Linked DNA regions of Sus scrofa: region 1 is linked to region 2. The links are chromatin contacts, called in public Hi-C maps. All regions are on one chromosome and are shown on one strand. The core of a region is the stretch at or near the end of the contact, and the rest is flanking DNA. Distances in the headings are between cores, read along the strand shown. Region 1 has its middle 100 kb from the start of OLIG3. Region 2 has its middle 91 kb from the start of PERP.

Evidence for each region. Hi-C and Micro-C count contacts between places; a contact is called where the count stands out from the background.
Region 1: a contact with region 2 is called in a Hi-C map of liver, with 2.9 times the contacts expected there. The contact joins two enhancer-like sites. A contact is called at or near these places in 2 of 47 Hi-C or Micro-C datasets (liver and skeletal muscle) and 1 of 2 datasets of contacts at active chromatin or transcription factors (alveolar macrophages).

The regions. Positions count from the first base shown.
Region 1 is chr1:26,903,867-26,906,566 of Sscrofa11.1, forward strand. No RefSeq gene overlaps it. Among named protein-coding and RNA genes, the nearest start is that of OLIG3, 100 kb to the left of the region's middle. Within about 2 kb of position 1,270, at least 3 of the 83 cell types and tissues checked have an H3K27ac peak or open chromatin away from gene starts, as enhancers often do. A contact at or near this core is called in liver, where this site is marked.
Region 2 is chr1:26,390,483-26,393,455 of Sscrofa11.1, forward strand. No RefSeq gene overlaps it. Among named protein-coding and RNA genes, the nearest start is that of PERP, 91 kb to the left of the region's middle. Within about 2 kb of position 1,424, at least 13 of the 83 cell types and tissues checked have an H3K27ac peak or open chromatin away from gene starts, as enhancers often do. A contact at or near this core is called in liver, where this site is marked.

The sequences.
Region 1 (2,700 bases), core at 20-2,519, 510 kb after region 2:
TATGTTGAAAACAATGTTTAAATATATTGTGGCAGGAAGAGCATATTGTTTTTTAAAGAACTGTTTTAATCACCATTTACATCTCAATATAGCAGCAGAAATAAAAGCAGATGAACAAATAAAAATAAGAAAGTGTCTGTTAAGAGAACCTATGGAGTATCAGTGTCAACTACGGGAATGTCATGTGTCTTCTGCTGCAGGATGTCTCCCCACCCTTGGTTTATCTTTATTGAGAAGTTGTCCATAAGGTTAACCTCATGGACACAGCATCCTTCGCCTTCTATCTCACAACTTCTATTAAGAGCACACAGTGCATCACATCATGATCTCATTCATCTTGGTTATGTCACCCTGGGGTGATGTGCCTGGCATGAGGAAGGGGGAAAGCATTGGTAAGTGGTTAGAGATACACTCAGTGAAGGGACTAGAAATCTTATTCTCTTACAGCCTCTTCTCCACACCTTCCCTTCCCTCCAGGATCTATTTCCTAGAATTTCCTAATTAGACCATGAGTGAGGGGTAACAGATTTGGAATATTCCCTTTTTATCATACCAATAGCTAAAAACTTAAGTAGGCAATAGCGACCATCTACATTTTTACAAATTTAGTGGGGAAATCTTGCCAAGAACACAAGTCCCCTGTCTGTCAGCCTAAATTTTAATTTCTCAGAAGATATCAGCTCATGAACATGTACCAATGTGGCACAGGCAGGGTGCAGGTACAGATGTGATAAACTGACTACTGGTAAATGGAACCAAGATAAATAACATTTGGGGTCTAAGTAATATGATAGATCTTGAAAAAGATCTACTCAATTTCAGGCATAGTTTTTAATTTACACTTCTCTTGAGAACTGAGCACAACTGATGCCTCCTGGATAGAGCTTTTCAGTAATAATGAATGAAACTATCCACTGTGGATGGACATTTCCATCTTGCCAGTGTAACCCTAAACACCTGACATGCATCACTTCACTAGAATCTCACGTACACTGTATGGGGTAGATGCTATTATTATCTCCACCTTACTGATGAGGAAACTGAGGTTAAATTCTTCCTAAGGGGTCACCTAGCTGGCAAATGGAGAGCCGGGACTGACTCCAGAGTCTGCATTGTTTGTCACTGTGCCCTGCTGCTTCCTCAATGCAACTTGTACCCACTAGCAGACCAATGAACTGGGTGGGAGCCAATATCCACACATCTGGGGAGATGCTCTGTCTGAATTAATGGAGATTGATTTATCAAAGGAACAGCTTGAGACATAACTAGACACAAAGGAATGCCTGACCAAAGGTGAAATAACCAAGCAAACATCTGTCCAAAACCAGCCTGTTTAGATGTACAAAGATCATTTGTTATTTGCACAATAATCATTTGTATACACATGGAAGCTGACGTGAACGCAACCATTTGTCCTTCAGTGGAACAGACTGAATACTCCAAGAAATGAATCAATACGTTTCTCAAATCCACACCACCCAGAGGTCTCCTGCTCCAGTCAGAATTGTGAGGCACTCTGGGTTGGAGAGTCATGAGATCTCAGTGAATCTGTCTTTCGGTCTGTATTTGAGTTCTGAGACTGGCTATATCCCACTGGAGATGTGCTTGTCTCTAAGTGAATCAGACTGGAGCCTTGAATTTCTCTCTCTCGAACCCTTTTGACATTGCACATGACAGAATGCAAGTCTAGCCCTGCCAGCAACAGGTGCAGCGTGGGGAAGAACACAGTTCTGCTGATAACAGGCATGCATATGTCTGGTGGATTTAATTAGACACAGTGCCCATTAACAATTTCTGCAGATGTTCACATCAAATCAGATGAGCTAATTTTCACACACTCTTCAGTTTGGTCTATTTTCCCTTTCCCAAGTGTATCTACTCTCACCTTAATCTTCTGATGCCTCCATGCAATCAAACTTCCTTCTGCTCCCAGAATCCAGACATTCAGTTCGCTGTTGTTGAAGAGATAAGATTGCTAGGTGCTGTTTAGTCTTCACTAGGAAATGCATATCATTCATAATTAAGGGCTTTTTCCAGAGAGTAGGGAAATGGTGGCTGTGTCTAGCTGGACACAGAAAATGTGTTGGGTTCTCTGAGACACACTCAATCAAATGAAATGAAAAAGAAGACTGCCTGCATTTAACTCTCTTGCAGAAGCACTTTTTGAAATCAAGTGCTGTGGTCCAGAAGGCTAATTTTTTTTTTTTCTAAAGAATGCAGCTTATGGGAGTTCCCACTGTGGCTCAGTGGCAACAAATCCAACCAGTACCCATGAGGGGTCGGGTTCGCTCAGTGGGTTAAGGATCTGGCACTGCCACGAGCTGTGGAGTAGGTCACAGATATGGCTCGGATCCCATGTTGCTGTGGCTGAGGCATAGGCCAGCAGCTACAGAGCCGATTCGACCCCTAGCCTGGGAACTTCCATATGCCCAGATGTGGCCCTTAAAAAAAAAAAAAAAAAAAAGAATTCGACTTATTCCCCCAAAGGGTCCTAAGTGTCTACATGGCTAAAATGTTGGGTTCAAAAACAAGCAGACCGTGGGAGTTCCTGTCATGGTGCAGCAGAAACAAATCCGACTAGGAACCATAAGGTGTGGGTTCAATTCCTGGCCTCACTCAGTGGGTTAAGAATCCAATGTTGCTGTGAGCTGTGGTATAGGTCACAGATGTGGCTCAGATCTGGCGTTGCTGTGGCTGTGG
Region 2 (2,973 bases), core at 174-2,673:
GGATAAGGTTGTCCTTGAGTGGGTGACGTGGGATAAGGTTGTCCTTGAGTGGGTGAAGTGTCCAAGCTGGTCTTGATTAGACCATGGCTCTTCCTCAACAGTTACAGAAGGGATGGCAGATCGTTTGGGCACAGAGGCAGGTGGGGTGGATGGGTGAATGTGGAGGTGGCAGGGTGCAGAATTTCTCTTCTTGCGGCTTCAGCTTTCATTATGACCTTGGAATCAAGTGTTCAGCTGAGAGTCAGGAAGAGGGAGAATGTGATGGAGGGCTGAAGAGAGGAGGAGGTGCATGACAGTCACCTAGGAAATCACGGGAGTGAGAGTGACTGGGGAAATGCAGCAGAACCACTTGGGCTAGGATGGACCTAGAAGAATGGTAGACATTTGCTGCCAGAAATTTAAGATAAGACCAGCCACCGTGGTGGGGTGGTTTTTCCAGCCTTGTGCAGCTGGAGGGTTGCAGGCACAGAATGACAGAGGGCTGAGTTTAATCAGGATGGGGTCTTGCCAGGTATGTGTAAGGAAGCGTGAAGATGGCGTGGACATTGAAGGTAGATGAAGGGGGGTTAACTACAGAGGGGAGGCAGGGTGTTGTGGGACCAAGTTCTCATTCATTCCTGCAGGTTGGGACTTGGAGCACCTCCAACGTTTTTTTCCCCCTCAAATGTAGTGTCTTGTGCAATAAACACACACAGAGTACAAGATTAATCTGCGGAATAAAGTCTAGCGCTTTTGTTGACTGTGGCTCACCTTTGAACCGGTTGCCCAAGTTGGGAATCACAAATCCTTGATTTTGGAGCCTGAGAACCAGGGACAGGTTGCCGCAACGTTATCAGATGTCACAGACCCTGTGTGTGACCTTGAAATGAACACGCTCTCAATGAGCCCGATCCTCACCCTTTGCAATCAGCCCACGTGGCTCACAGAGCCAACCCGGCAGCCACCAGCCCTCCCTTTATGGGAAATGGGTTTCAACAGGTTGATCAGTTGTTCCCACCCAGGTGTGAAGCCCAGTTCCTCCCTCTCCAGCCCTGCACCTGTCAGAGGACTTTGTACAGTTCTCTGCTTCTTACTCAGCTTATGGCCTCTTGTCAAGCACACGCCTCTGGGGGCCTCACTCTTCCTTTCTTGTGGCCTCCAGTGACTCAGCCGGCTTTCCCAAGGCTTCCTGTCCCCAGAGAGCCAGGCCCCTCTCCTCTCCTGGTCCTCTCTAAAGATAAGTCCTAGGGCCCTTTTGCTTTTAAAAGATGAATTGCCCATCACGAATATATAAGACAAATAGCAAACAGATCACAGATAGCTAAAACTGGTGCAATACAGAGTTTCTAGATTCCCAGCAAGGTTGGTTACAATACGGTTCAATGTATGGCTGGGGCTCTGGCTTGGGCTGGTGACTTTGACCATCCACTCTGCCCTCCTGTGTGTCACTCCTTTACACAACTGCCACAGTCACAACACCTCTGATCCTTCTGCTCACCAAATATGTGTGGGGTTTCCCCCACTGAGCACTTTCTGTGACACCAGTTGGGTGTCCTACGATTGAACTTGATTCTGATATGACCTACCTGGGGCAAGCTTCAGATCCCACAGGTTAAGGGCTCAGTCCCCAGGGACTTCTCCCCTCCCACTTCCGATGCCAACTGCAAGTGGATGGTCCCCCAGGTTACCTACAGCTTCTGTCGGAGCTGGCTTCCTACATGGTCTTCTTCCCCACAGATTCAATTACTGGCTAGAACAGCTCATAGAACTCAGGGAAACACTCACTTACGTTGGCTAGTCTATTAAAGGATCAAATGAACAGCCAGACAAAGAGGTACACAGGGTGAGTTCTGGAAGGGTCCTGGATGCAGGTGCTTCTGTCTCCGTGGAGTTGGGATGCATCACCAGCCTGGTACAGGGATGTGTTCACCAACCTGGAGCATCTCTGAACCCTTTCTGGGGGACATTTATAGAGGCCTCCTCATATAGACACAATGGATCATGAACTCCATTTCCAGCCCCTCTCCTCTCTCCAGGGAGGTAGTGGTGGGGGAGCTAAAACTTCCAAGCCTCTAATCATGGCTTGGTTTTTCTGCTGACCAGGTCCCACCCAGAGTCACCCCATTAGAACAAAAGATGCTTCTGGTCCTCTCATCACGTAGGAGGTTACAAGGGTTTCCGGGGCTCCGTGTCAGGAACCAGGATGAAGACCAAACATGTATTTCTTTTTTTTTTTTTTTTTTTTTTTTTTTTGTCTTTTTGCTATTTCTTTGGGCCGCTCCCGCGGCATATGGAGGTTCCCCGGCTAGGGGTCTAATCGGAGCTGTAGCCACCGGCCTCCGCCAAAGCCACAGCAATGCGGGATCCGAGCCGCATCTGCAACCTACACCACAGCTCACAGCAACGCTGGATCATTAACCCACTGAGCAAGGGCAGGGACCGAACCCACAACCTCATGGTTCCTAGTCGGATTCGTTAACCACTGCGCCACGACGGGAACTCCAAAACATGTATTTCTTATTACAAATCACACTGACACAGCTGGGGATTGGACACGGCTGCCTTTCGCTAATTCCCGAGGCTGAATTCACTGTTCACCACGGGAAGGTCTCCTGCTCCCCCAGGGCCTCCTAAGAGTCCCTGGCTGCAGCTCTGAGCGCCGGCGCCCCCTCCCTAGAGAGGAAGACGGACGTGGCCAAGGACCTCGGTCATCAGTGTTCATTTCCCCACAACCCCCGGGTGTTTCACGCCTCTGAACCTACATTTCCTCATTTCGAATCAGGGAGAGTAACAGATGTTTTATAGGCTGGGCAGAAAAGCGGGAGACGCAAAGCTGAGTTTTCTTTCCCTTTCCTTTCTTCGGAGCACACCCGGATCAGGCTGAACGGTCTTCCCCAAACCACATAGAGTCGAACGTGCAAAGCTTCTGAACAAAGAGAACCACGGAACTGAGGGTAAACTCCCCAGGCACAGCAGAAGGCAGGTGCTTTCACT